Linked DNA regions of Ovis aries: all the other regions are linked to region 3. A link is a contact called in public Hi-C data. All regions are on one chromosome and are shown on one strand. The core of a region is the stretch at or near the end of the contact, and the rest is flanking DNA. Distances in the headings are between cores, read along the strand shown.

Evidence for each region. A called contact is a pair of places that touch in the nucleus more often than the background predicts.
Region 1: a contact with region 3 is called in a Hi-C map of hypothalamus, with 7 times the contacts expected there. The contact joins two enhancer-like sites. A contact is called at or near these places in 2 of 16 Hi-C or Micro-C datasets (hypothalamus and tail adipose tissue).
Region 2: a Hi-C map of hypothalamus shows a contact between it and region 3, with 8 times the contacts expected there. The contact joins the promoter of EPHB1 here to the enhancer-like site in region 3. A contact is called at or near these places in 4 of 16 Hi-C or Micro-C datasets (hypothalamus, liver, muscle and 1 more).

What each region holds. Positions count from the first base shown.
Region 1 is chr1:255,394,011-255,398,268 of ARS-UI_Ramb_v3.0, reverse strand. It overlaps KY (kyphoscoliosis peptidase), which reads right to left. Exons shown (of 10, transcript XM_027960214.3): 10 at 14-4,258. The coding sequence ends at 3,492. Among named protein-coding and RNA genes, the nearest start is that of KY, 48 kb to the right of the region's middle. Within about 2 kb of position 2,333, at least 6 of the 54 cell types and tissues checked have an H3K27ac peak or open chromatin away from gene starts, as enhancers often do. A contact at or near this core is called in hypothalamus, where this site is marked.
Region 2 is chr1:255,193,049-255,197,727 of ARS-UI_Ramb_v3.0, reverse strand. EPHB1 (EPH receptor B1) reads left to right here and starts at 2,334. Exons shown (of 16, transcript XM_027960197.2): 1 at 2,334-2,765. The coding sequence starts at 2,708. LOC105604319 (a long non-coding RNA gene) reads right to left here and starts at 2,655. Exons shown (of 4, transcript XR_006057184.2): 1 at 153-2,655.
Region 3 is chr1:254,449,102-254,453,673 of ARS-UI_Ramb_v3.0, reverse strand. No RefSeq gene overlaps it. Among named protein-coding and RNA genes, the nearest start is that of PPP2R3A, 480 kb to the right of the region's middle. Within about 2 kb of position 1,908, at least 2 of the 54 cell types and tissues checked have an H3K27ac peak or open chromatin away from gene starts, as enhancers often do. A contact at or near this core is called in hypothalamus, where this site is marked.

The sequences.
Region 1 (4,258 bases), core at 1,084-3,583, 940 kb before region 3:
GATAATTACATTGTTGGGTAAAAATGAATATAAATTTTATTGAAAAACAACACCAGCAACAATGAGGGGAAAGCATACCTAACAGCCAGTGGGCCCACACAACTCAATGCACACGTTATGAAAAGTAATCACCTCTTCAAAGCTCCAACTATGCTTCCAAATGAAAAGAAATGATCGACCTCAGAGAAACTGACGGGGGACGCAGATGCTCACCACCTCTCACCTCTGAAAGCTTTGCCAACAGCAAAGGACGCTACCACGCTATTCGGTCCCCCGTTTGCTGTGGGTAATCCAGTGAATTTCAAGAATTAAACTGGTTTGGAAAGAACTGGTTAGCATGGCAGCAAAGACCCAAGACCACTGAGAAATTTTTTCTACTTTTCCAGTCCTTTGAGAAGAGGATTTCACAAACTTTCTTGGCAACTTGTCCCTCCTGCTTAACAACAGGAAATACTTCCTTATGTCTAGCCCCAATCCTTCATGCTTCAGCTAATCTATTTATTTCCTCTTAATCTCAGCAGGCTGTCAGGGGTTTGTCCTGGTGGGACAATGTAACATATGGGGAACACACATGATCACAATCAGATTGGAGGCAGAGTCCAGCTGCGCTGGTGGCACTTCCAAAACAGGTTGAACAGAAGTTAATTGCAGTTGTGGTTTTCGCCCGTTTGCCTCGTCCCACTCTCCCACCCTACCCGACCCTCTATGCCCTTCTGTAGCTTCAGGGCTGCCATCCTGAGCCTTGCAGCAAAAGCTTTCTGAGTTCGGTCAGTTCCAGTTTTTCACTGACTTACTAATGAATGTGGTCAAACTGTCCCATCCACTTCTACCCGATTTCCGGGTAAAATATTCCCAAACCTTTATCACGTTCTCGTCTTGGCACCATGCCAGGAAGTTCCTTGCCTCGCCTCACAGCTTGTGTGGGAACGACGTGCTCCACGTATACATGAGAAAACTCTGAGAAGCCACGAGAAGGCACTCAGTGAATTTAATATAAACATCCCGGCCGTATTTTTTCAAATGCTGCATAAAACCCCCAGCCTCGCGGGAGTTTGCAGCACCTGCAGCTCTGCATATCGGACAGCAGGGGACGCCCGTGCCATTCCACTGGCCGCTAGAACGCCTCGATCGGGAAACAAAGATGGGGATTTGAATAAAAGACTTCAAAATACAACCCCGAATTCTACCCTGAGCAGCATGCGTGTAAAAATTCATGAAGATTGGATTTCATTTCATGTATTTTTACTTCAGTGGAAAGAAATGCAGGTGTTGTCTGTGCCTACAGCTGTCTTTACAAGGAGCGGGGGGCGCCTGGTTAAATGAGCAGGGAGGAGTTGCTGATGCTCCCAGGCTCTTGGAGAGGCTGGGCCACCGTCTCCTGCTTGGGACAGCTCCTATTTTGCTGGGTGGCATCCTTTGTGTGCTCCAGAATGTATAGACTAATTATATTGTTTTGTAGAGGATGCAAGTTGTTCCCAGCAGGACTAGCAGCCAGCTCTGGGTCCAGTGAGTGACATGAGTCACAGAAGGCACTTATTATTTTGATGAAACACAGCGCATTTCTTTCAGCCCATAAAATCAAAGGGGTGAGAAAAGGCTGTTTCCAGGGTGTAAAAACTCCTCTTGTTTCCCTGTTGTGGTGCACAGCAGTTCTGCCTCTGCAGCCTTTGTGCATTTTCCAGGCGTGAGTGACACAGTGCTGAATGCCTGGGTGGCAGAGCCTGCCAGAGGACGCTGGACACAGGCCAGGGCAGCTCAGCCCACCGTGGTGTACTGCCCTTGTGTTCCAGGACCCCCAGCCTGGTGGAGGATGGGCCCCCTGAGACATTCCTCTGGACCGGGTTCATGCTGGGGGTGGTGGGGATCTTTGTGGGGTGGGACCTTAGGGAGAAGATGGACTGGAGTGTTGGGAGCCTGGAATTTGAAACAAGCTTGGGCAAGGGCAGCAGAGCCTTTGCTCTGGGATGGCTGGGGCAGTGCTGCAGCCCCAGAACGAAGGATCAGCTGATACAGTACCTGGTTAAGTGCTCCACGAACATTTGTTGAATACACAAATGTGAGGATGAAGGCAAGGGCGCCGTGAGGATCCCCAGCAGCTTTGGCTGTAGCCAGCCCAGGGCATCCGGAGCGGCAGTGCAGGGAGGGGAGTGCTAGGCAGCGCTGGCCCTTCCAGGCCCAGGCCCTGGCAGGCAGGGCTGCAGAGCTGAAGGAGTCAGGAGGGCAGGTGAGGCCACCTCCAACCTCTCCACGTGCTGGGATGGTGCTGCAGCGGCCATGCAGGGCCTCGCAGGGCCTCTCCATCCTTCCCTCCTGCTGCCCTCATTGGAGCCAGTCTTTCTGCTGTTGCCATGGCAACACTGGCCTGAGGTGCTGCTAAGGGCCGGCTGGGCAGGCGAGACTTCTCAGGCCTGAGCAAACAAGGAGCTCTGGACGGTCCCTACAGAAGGTCGACCCTGGGGGTCTCTCTTGAGAGGAAGGAAGGGACATGGGATAGAAACTGCTCCCAGGGCAGGTCGAGGTCCCCCAGGTGTGACCTTGGTGGTAGAGATCTTGGGGCTGGTGGGACCCTGCTATTGTGGGGGCCCCCAGCGCTGCAGTGTTCTTACTGCTTTACCTGAAGTCTTTATTGAGGGTTATTGCCAGGGGTCTCTAAGGGCCCAGAAGCCTCCTGGGGTTCCCAGTGTGGGTTTCAGGTTGGGGCCTGAGGCACAGGCTCTTAGAGGGCTTGCAGGAGCTGAGTGAACTGCTAATAGACCAAGTAGACGGAATTAATCTCTCTGAGAGCAGAGTCAGGGGTCTTACATTCTGAGACTAGGGTGGCTGGACTGCCATACATCCCTGCCTCTCTGGCCCCCACCCAGAAAAAGAGCAGGCACTGGCTGCTCTCGGCCCTGAAGTCTCCCATGACCTTTCTGGTGCCACATTTCAGGCACATACAGGGATTGTGGAGGCCCTCAGGCCCCGGGCTAGTTGGGGGGCAGTGAGCTTCCTCTCTGCACCTTCCTTCTCAGGACCTGGAAGAATAAGAAGCGGCATCGGGAATGCAGGAGATGGTCAGGTCTGGAAAGAAGACGACAGTCTGACCTCCCCTGGGGTCCTAGAGTTGGTGAGAAGCTCTGTGCAGCTGCTGGGAAGGGGCTTGAGCATTCAGGGTGACTCAGCCCCGTGGACCACGCCCGCTTCTCTCTCCCCATCGCGGGAACGTGTTTGGCCCCGGGCAGCAGTCCTGCTTCCCCGCACCAGCCTGAGAACAAGGACAGCGTTAGCATGAGAAGGCGGGTGTCTGGGCAGTGAACACAGTTACAATACCCTGGATTTACATAGCACCTTTGTCGTCTAAAGGGCCTTTGCCTCTGTCCCCTTGGCCACTGACATCGCAGCCTCCGGCAGAGCAGGAACACGAGGCAGAGGTCCAGAAGGGATTCCATGCAGACTCAGTGGTGTCCGGGCTCTGTGCGTGGCCCGGCAGGGGTGGGGGTGGCAGGTGGCCCTCACTGGGCGTTGACCTGGTACTTGAGGATGTAGGAGTAGAAGCTGTGGTTGGCATTCTCCAGCACCATGACGTACACCTCCCGGCAGCCTGCGGTGCTGCAGCTGCCCTCCCAGTAGCCCTCGGGGCTCAGGGTCAGCGGCCACGTGTCCTGCCCCTTCACCAGGGCTTTGGCGACGCCGTGCAGCTTCAGTTTGAACGGGACATTGCGGTTGGCGGGCAGCACGCCCGACAGTGGCTCCAGCAGCTCATTGTCCACCCCCCAGTTGCCAAAGCTCTCGGGGAACACGGGCCAGTTCACCTTGGTGTTGGTACAGCAGATGAGGTAATTGAAGACGAAGAGGTAGTTGCCTGGTTCCTGCCTCTTCTTGACGAAGATCTTGAGTGCAAACTTGCCGGCGTGGGGCAGCTGAACCTTCAGCTCCGTCTGCTTCTCCCGGTGCAGCTGGAAGATGTAGCGTCGCTGGGTCTCTTCGGTGACGGGGCCATCGTCTCCGTGCAGCGAAGCCAGGACGCTGATGCCCTCCTCCACACCGAAGCTGACGGAGCAGCGCCCGTCGCTGGTATAGATGACGGGCTCGGGGTGGGACGGCTTGGTGATGCCCATCTGCTCCGAGAACCAGCTGGGGCCCACGGGCTGGTGCAGCTCAGCCGGCAACCGGACGTCCATGTCTGCACAGTGGCACTTGAGCGTGTACTCCAGCACGGAGCTGTAGATCTCCGAGTTGCCCTTGGCAAAGATCTGCAGCTTGTAGGTGCCCGCGGTCG
Region 2 (4,679 bases), core at 1,085-3,584, 740 kb before region 3:
TTTCCTCTTTGTGGTCATCCTTCTCCACGACTCCATAAGCTCTCTCAGAGCAGGGGCTGTGTCTGTGTCCCTACAGCCTTGAGCAGGCCTGCCTGGCTAGCAGTCATTACCCAATAAATTTCCCTGGAATAAGTGGGTGAGTGCATGCTAACCAGATGCAAGGGAAGGAAAGCCTGGGCTGTGTTTAGGGGATCAAGCTGGTTGAACAGCCTGGCCCATAGGGAGGCTGGTGGAGTCTGGGCTGAGATGGCAGGTTCCAGGGAGCTTGTGGAGGAGTCTGGATGCCAGCCCAAAGTGGTCCGTCTTTCTTTAGCAGACAATGAGGAGCCATTAGGTTTCTGTACTGAGAAGAGATAAGATCAAGCTTGGCTGGAGGAGGACTGGTTTGGCAGCAGAAGGATTAGGGAAGGGAGGGGTTGGAAGCTGGGTGGCCAAGGCATTAGGCTGGCCCTAGGACAGGCTCATGAGCTTGGGACAAGGGAGCAAGCTGTGGCAGAGGGGACTCTGCCTGATATGTCTCTCCTAAGACTGTGGTGTAACAAAGGACAGAAAGGAATCTGAGACTCATCTATCTGTTCATCCATAGCGGGAGGGCTGGAGACAGAACAGGTGAAGCTGCCGAGGAACTCAGCAAGCAGAGGTTCCAAGGACGGAGCCTGGTCGGGGAACCTCCTTCACAACTGAAAAGGGAACAGTAAGAAGTGCTAAGACGGGTAGGAGGAAAGTGGGCACCATGGAAACTGAGGCAAGAGCTCCAGGAGAACTGGTCCTTAACGTCAGGAGTGCTGAAGGCTTAGGAGGGCTATGGGTAATGGGAGCACATTCTTCCTGGGATGATGGCTTCAGAGTCGTTGGGATGTACCTGGTGCAGTGTGATGGGGCAGAGGGCAGCTGGCACTGTGTTGAGGAGGAGGAGGGAGTGAAGGCCAATGCTGAGGCAGCTGGGATGGAGGGTGGTGGAGAGGGAGGTAGCCTGAGTTAGAGAGGGGAAGCAAAACAATGTCAGAATGGAGATAGGAGTCTGGCTAGGACTGACTGAATAGGAGCAGTCCCAAGCAGAGGAGAGACTGAACATTTCAGGGTGGGAGCTTGGTTTGGCAACGCTGTTAAGAGGAGAGCAGGGAGCATGGACGAGGCCATCACATTTGCCCACTGTCAAGTCATTGACAAATCTGGGAAAGGCTTGGTGGGAAAGAGGTGACTGTCGTGGGGAGGGGTGGCCTAACGGGTCGTCGCTGATCCTAAAGGAGGAGACCATCAGCAGGTTTGGAGACGGGGGCGGGGGCGGGGGGGCGGTACAGTGAGGACGCTTCTCCCGCATAGCGTTACAGCCTCGGGGCAGGTCCTTGATCTTAAGCCGTCTGGCTAAAGAAAGCAGAGCTGGGGAAGCTGGGCTAGGGAGAATCACTCCTGCCTCCAATGCCCGGTCCCCCTCTGCAGTCCTTGTAGTCCTTCCCCCACAGTACGGGGGCCTTCCCCTGCCCACTTCCTTGCAGAGCTCTCCACTGTCCCTATTGCATTACGCCCCTCTAGGGGGTTATGTGACCGCTGGTCATTCCCACCTGACCTGTTTTCTGGGATTGGGGCCCTCAGCGGACGTTCACAGAACACATGGGGAAGTGAGAAGTCGGGGGCTTCTTGGGGAGGAGAGCAGCAGGGAGCTGGATAGGAAGCATATCCCTTGCTCTGCACACTGGGCTGATGCCCCCAGATTCTCTGAACCTCATTCATTCAGTCAGCAGATGCACGCCATGACCTTCGACGGGCCAGGCACTGTTCTAGGCACTGGCTATTCTGCAGTGAACAAAGCACACACGAATCCCAGGAATGAAGACCCCATTCTAGTAAGGAGAGACCCACAATAAACAGGATAGCTATAAAACCACATGTTAGGTGAAGTGCTATGGACAGGAGGAATAAGGTGTACCATTGGGCTTGCATTAAACAGGGTAGTCAGCGTAGTCTTGCTGAGAAGATGAAAGAAGAAAAATTTGATTATTTAAAGCTCACCTAAACCTGGTGGGCTGTAAAGGGAAGGGCCTGGGTCCGTTCCTTCCCTTGGCCCCCTAAATCAGGGCGTGGAGAGCTAGGGCCGGCCTGTGCGGTTCTCCGAGAGCACCACCAGGGGGAGCCCCGACCCCTCCTAGCGCCTTCCGAGCCCTCCCGCACAGCCTTGCAAGCAAAAGTTTTTCTTAAACTAACAATGCCAGTGTAAGGAGGTGCTCGTGCCTGATTGGATGGGGGAATTTTGCAGGTTTGATTCCTTGATTGGACAGGAGGTGTTAGGGGTGGGGAGAGAGCTGGTGGTGGGGGATCCCGCTCCCTCCCCCTTCAGTCTGGCCGGCTCCGTCCTCTCGTAGGCTCGGCTGTAGCTCGCAATGTGACACCAGGACGCACACGCACTCGCGCGCTCTACCCGGCTCGCACTCCCTCGCCCTCTCTCTCTTACACACAGGCACGCACACACCCACCTCTCCCATAAACACACACACACACATGCACACCCACAACCACGCGCGCCCGCACCGCCCCACGCGCGCACACTCCCGCCCACGCCCACGCCGCGCTCCGGGAAGTCCGGTCCCGGCCCGAGCGCGAAAGGATACGGAGAAGCCACCGGCGGGGAGCGCAGCGGCGCCCCGGGACGCGGCGCCCTCCCCGCGCGGCCGCCTCGGCTCGGGCTCGGCCTGGGGGCCGCCGGCCGGCGATGGCCCTGGATTTCCTGCTGCTGCTCCTCCTGGCATCCGCAGTGGCCGCAATGGAAGGTAACGTAGCCTCCGCGGAGCAAGTTGACGGCTGTATCCCCGGGGCTTCTCTGGCTGCTACGCGTCGCCCTCATCCCGAGACCCGAGGGCCGGGTTGTGGGAGAGCGTCGGCCACGACCGAGCGCGGGGCTGGGGCGGCACCCACCCGCGCGCCCCCGGCTGGCTCTCGGCACCCGCAGCTGGTTCGCGGAGCCCCCTGGCTCCCGCGCTCCCTAGCAGCCCTGGTCGCCCGCAGCCTCGGGGAGCACGGAGCCCGCTGCATTGCGGTGCAGGCTCCTGAGCTCCGGCGCAACTGGGCGTTGGGGAAGAAGGGGCGCCTCTGGCCGTCCCGCCGCTGGAGTGCGGGCGTCTGTCCGCTCCCTTCCTATCCCGGGCACCGATGCCCTTAGGCTGCCGCGCGCCACCTCTCCTTTTCCCCCGCTCCGGGTCCGCAGGCTCCGGGACTCGGCTCGGCAGGCTGGCGCTGCGCGCGGGGACCGGAGATGCTCTGCCCTGGTACCCTGCAAGTCGCTGCCGAATGATAGGGGCTGAGTTAGATGGCCCGACTCTCGGGGACAGCTTGGTGGTCCGGGAGCCTACGGGCTGCATTCTTTCCGAGTCAGTCGGGGAGAAGTGGACACCTTTGTGGCCTCTTGCACCTGAAAACGAGGGTGGGGTAGGGTGGGTGATTGGTCCTGCCGAAAGTCGCCCAGTCTCCCCCTTGGCTGGGAAAGGTAACCTATTCGCAGCATTGCTCTCCCGGCTACTTCAGCCTTGACTGTGCCTCCGCCGCCGCCGCGGCGGGGAAGGCGCGCTCGGCGGGCACCGCGCCTGGCGCAGCAGGGAGCTCCGCGCTCGGCGGCGCCCGCGAATCCCTGTGGGAAATCCCTGCCCCGCTCCCGCCTCCCGCCACCCGCCCTCTTCTCCCGCCCCATTCCTCGCAGCTGAGCGGCAGTCGCACCCACCTCCGGAAACACAGCCCGGCCTGGAGCGGAGTTTAGTGCCGGGATGAAAGCAACTCGGGAAAATGCGCACCTCAGCCCCGCTCGCAGTCCCCGTGTCCGGCGCGGGTGAAACTCCTTCGAAGGATTTCGCGCGCGGCCCCCGGCGCCGGCGCCGCCTGCAGAGCTGGGAGCTCGCTCCGCTGGGCTACCCGGGTCCTTGTTCTGCTGCTACTGGTTGCCCAGCGGAACCCTCCACCCGCCCCACAGCCCCGTGGTTCAGCGCCCCGACCCCTCCGGAAAGCGCTGCCCTTCTCCAAGCGAAACTGGGGCCTTTTGGCCCCCGGCGGGGCTAGGATTCCCCGGCCTGGTGGTGAAGACCACTACATCCCGCGTTCATTCTGGTGGCGGCGCGGGGGTGCGGCGATTAACGCCTGGAAAGCTCGCTTGCTTTTCTGAAGGTGGTTTTTTGTCTGCCCTGCGCGTGCCTCTGCCCTTTCCGGCTGCTGGGTCTTTGTGCTTGTGGGTTGCTTTTGGGGTCGTGCAGGGACTGGAGCATTGTGGGGCGCCATCAACGCCCCGCGCAAGGGCTGCTCTGGTTTGTCTTCTTGAGGGACAAGCGCGGGAGCGGCTGAGTTAGGGCCGGGTGGGCGAGGCACACTTCCAAAGCGGTCAGGACGACCTGGGAGAGCGGGCATTTGCAATGGTCGAGGGCACACTGGACTCTCTAGCGCTGGGGCGGCGCATCCTGCCCGCCTCTCTTGGCGTCCGCTGAAGGGTCAGCGGCTCGGTCTCGGAGAGCAGATAGGTGCCCACTTTAGGAACCTGGTTTCAGGGTTGGGTTTCCACGTTGAAGGAGGGCACTTGCAATTTTGTATTCGAGCGAAATTGGGGAGCAAATGTATGGGAAGTCCCCAGGCGTCTGGCGGCGCGCTGGTTCCTCCCTAGACCCTCTCTACTGGAGCGGCCCCAAGGAGGGGTGCTGTGGTGCCGG
Region 3 (4,572 bases), core at 659-3,158:
CTAGGGCCAAGCCAAGCACCGAGATGGCCGCGAGACCCTGAATGAATCCTGCCTCCCTCTAGTCATAGCTCAAAGATCAGCATCCTTAATGAGCCTAGGTAATGTGCCTTCCTCATGTCACTTGCTACCCCATCATTCTCCCTATTCTTCTCTTTAGTGTTTATAACCTGGGTAGTATCATTTAGTTATCATTTATATGTTTATTGCCTGTCTCTGCCCACTAGAATGTAAGTTCCACTTCTCTGGTGCCTAGAATGTCTGGCACATAGTAGACAATAAATAATTGATGAGTGAATGACTGAATAAATTAGTTATTTTAATTTAAATTTGCATCTGCACCTGGGGAAAACTCTACAAGCTCTCGGCAAATACACAGGCTTCTCTTCAGCTTAAGCAACTGGGACAATAGAAAGGGAGTCTAATAGCCAAACTAATAGGATGACACTGGAAAATGACAACAGGGTTAATCCAAGTGGGTTGGATCCAGACAGTTTCTAAAAGTTCCCTTGTAGGCATGGTAGCTTTCTTCTGGTCCCATGGGTGATGCCAGGATCCTCTACAGAGCAACTAACTAAGCCACCAGAAGCTCAAGCAAGTTCTCAGCAGTTAGAAGGCAGGAAGGGAAGGGGCAGTGGAGGGAGGGCTCCCTGGGAGAGGGCAGTGCAGAGGAGATGAGTCCAGGAAGCTCAGAGGAGGGGGCCTGCCCAACTCGCCTCCTGGTTCATCATCCCCGTCAGCAGCAAGGGAGCTCCCAAAGAGCCATGATCTCCTCCTCCTTCCCTCATGAGCAGCAAAAGGAGAAATGTCGTGTATGGCTAGTTCCTTTTGGGCATCTGTGCCCCACTGGGAATCAGTTCTATTTCACTTCAAAATTCAAAAAAAATTAAACAAAACAGAGGTTCCCTGATGCAGATGAGAGAGTCATCCATTGCTCATTTTTGTCTTCCTAGAAAGAACATAAACCAAACATGATCTCTTCCTGGTTTGGGGTACATTTTTTCAGGCTGACTTTTCTCACTCTCCTTTGAATACCTCGAGCAGAACACCCCTTGTGTTGTTAATGACTTCAAAGATACTGGGTCCACTGTGCAGCAAGTGATAAAAATGTACACAGCATGTGTTGGATAAATTAATAAACTCTCCAGAGCCTCCAAGTCCTCGGGCCCAGCAGCACCGTAATGAAATGTTATTCTGAAGTGGAGGAGGTGGGAAGGAGGAGAAGGGGAACAGTATTTAATATATGCAAATTAACTAGTATGCAAATTGCCACTAAGTTAAAAATAACGGACTGCTAGAGGAGCCCATTTTTTAAGCAGCTTGTTTATTCATTAGCCTAATTCCCATTATCAATCCTTCTGTTTTCTTCTTTATTAAGTACTCACATTTGGGAAGTTTGCTTCCTACAAATTGTTTTGCTCCAAAACCCATAACACTGGTTAGAACAATCACCATACATTAGCTTTCCTCCGCCTTGTTCTGATTTTGCCCCCAGCTCGTGTTCTCTTTCTCTCTTCCTGCTCCTTTCCCCCTACCAGCCTCACTTGCCTTGTGTCTCTGGCATCTTTTGTTTCTTGGATGAATGCGGCTCCCGAGAGGGCAGCATGGGGCAAGGGTGAAGGAAGCCTCCTGTCCTGCGAGGCCTTATTCCGGGGGGACCTCTTCTCCCAGCCACTGGCCCCCAGGCTGGATTCAGATTCAGAAGGTACCAGAATCTGGCTTTCCATCACCTGGGAGTGTGGACCACTCTCAGACCCCAGCCCCGTTGTGTCGCAACAGCCAGAACAGTGCGCACCCCAATTCGAGTCTGTATATGGCCTCCTCTGCTTCAAGACAGACCTTACACAATGTTCAGACAGATTGGCAGCCAAAATCCTCCTCTTTTGTCTTGGGATGCATCCACCTTGCTATGCGCAAGCTCTGGTGCCCCCCAGAGGCTGAGAACGGTACGGAGCGCTGGGATGGTCCTAAGAATGTAGGGCTAGAGGAAGGCTCGGAGGGGGTTCTCCCACACAAAGCCCCACCCCTGCAGTATGTCTAAGAGGGGCGCTCCTGAGAGGGTGGGCACCTGAGCACAGCTGGAGAGGGTGGAGGGGATAGGGGCTTTGCCAGAGCAACACAGGAGCTTGCAAGGCTGATTTTTGTTCTAACTGTTGTCATTTTTCACGTGGTTTTTAATCACATAGTTAATACAAAGCCTCAAGATCATTTTTTTACTGAGCGTGTGTCTGTACAGGGTGTTTGGACATGGCTGTGTGAAGCTGTTTGTGCAGACGTGTCCTGTGAAATGTGCCGTCTTAGAAGCTCGAACACCCACCTTGAGACTCCAGGGTCTCTCCACGCCTTGGAGAAGTTATGGCTGAGACCCAGGATGCAAGTGAAAGTCGCTCAGTCATATCCGACTCTGCAATCCCATGGACTGTAGTCCACCAGGCTCCTCTGTCAGTGGAATTCTCCAGGCAAGAACACTGGAGTGGGTTGCCATTCCCTTCTCCCCGACCCAGGGATCAAACCCAGGTCTCCAGCATTGCAGGCAGATTCTTTACCATCTGAGTCACCAGGGAAGCCCGAGACTCAGGATGACAAATCCTAAAGCTGGCGCTGCCAGGAGCTTTACTCCGCAGCAGGTTGTGCTGCAAGTCAAATGCAAGTGATACAACGTGAACACATTCTCCCAAAGCAAGTAACTCTGATTCTCACTCCTTCCTGAACTACCACAGTTGCTATTGCTTATAATTCTCTCAGGAGACATGCTATTTCAGATCAAGAACCACATTTTTCGGGTGTCAGATCCCGGCAACAACTTTGTTATCTCCCTGCTGAAGTGCCTATTATGTACCCAGGGGCCATGATGTCAAATGTGAAAGGTCACCCTGAGGCAGCTGCCTGGCATCATCCACAGATGGGAGACGGCTGGGGAAGGAATTTGCATCAGCTCCTGAACCTCCATCCTGTCCTACAATCTCCCATCCCTCTTAGAGCCAAAAATGGTGTCAAAAGGCCAAAGACCTAGAAGAGACAAGCAACATCAGAAATAGTCACTGACACTAAGTTTGAGATGGAGCCAGAAAGATAAATCATTATCATTTAAGCACCGAACATTTTTATACATACTGTCTTTGCAATATTTCCATAGACTGAGCAAATAAATCACCCTGCTCTTGACATTTTTAATAACTTTAAGAATGTGGTTAGGGTAATACTTAACTTTATTGACATATTGTATGGTTCATCCATCTCATCAAACCTCAATGAAACTTCAATGAATATTAACTGAGGACCCATAATGTACTAGGCACTGCCTGGAGAATCCCCAAAGCAGTCCTGTCCACCTCCCAGGAGCTCTTTCTCATCCGCCTGACTCCTGTTGAGGAAACCGATAGCCCACAGGGCAATGCTTGATGGAGTTGGGCGTAGAGACTGTTCTGATTTCAGCCGGTGGATTTGGTTCACTGGGTTTGGGGTGGGGGTGAGGGTGGGGAAACAACCTCTTCCTGAACTCTAGCTCCTTGAGAGTGCTCCCTTGAGCATTAGACATAGATATGATGAATGCAAAGAAGAGCGGACCAGAGGCCAGTCAGCACCCATACCTCAAACACAGTAGGGGTAGCCATAGGATGTTTTGCTAGAACATAATTTTGTTCTATCCCTGATTTCATAGAACAAAAGACAGAGATCCAGGGTAGGAACTTAAACTCACCAAAATTACCTCACTCTCTCATAGCTAGAAGTGTCTTGATTTTCAAGCCAACCCCCTTTGCAGTGGTAAGGGATAATGGTAGCATCTTTTACAAAGAGGTAGGGAGTAACAAGAAATGGGGTCAAATACCTCAAGGAATAACAATGACCCATTCTCAAACACCATCTGTAGGAGACAGTCTTCAGCACCTAGCTGCTCAAAGGCGCATGTTTCCTTTCTCATCTCCAGGACTGCTGTGAGCTGTTGCCTTTGCAAACATACTCTCACCTCCAACCCTCTTCTGAGTCATTCTTACTCATTCTCCAGGGCTAAACTGGGACATCATCTCTAAGAAGCTTCCCCTGGTCCCTCAAATCTTAGCTAAGTGCCCTGCTGTATATTTGCAAAGCCCCAGCTCCCACCCCATGTCCTCTGTCACGGCTCCCACCACAGTTCACTGTAATTGTCTTTTGCTTGTCTGCCTTCTTCAATCTTCTGTGACCCTCTGGAGAGCAGAGACTTTATCTTTCTTGCTCACTCAAAATTGTCTCCATAGGCCCTGAAGTTAATAACTCTTAAGAATGCGATTAAGGTAATACTCAACTTTATTGATATGGTGTATGGTTCATCCATCTCATCAAACCTCAATTAAATCTCAGTGACCATTAAGCCAGGGCCCAGAATGTCCCAGGTGGTGGGTCCTGGCATACAGTAGATGCTCAATAAATATTTTAGAATGCATAAATGAAGAATTGCCCACGAGCCTCATCAGAGAGAAAATGTCATTAGCCATTCCTGTCACAGAAGGATCCAATTTCTCCATCCTTCTGAATACATCCCCAGCCGCTAATCTGAGCATTCCAGAGAAAGACTTAAACTGCCTGAGAAAACATATT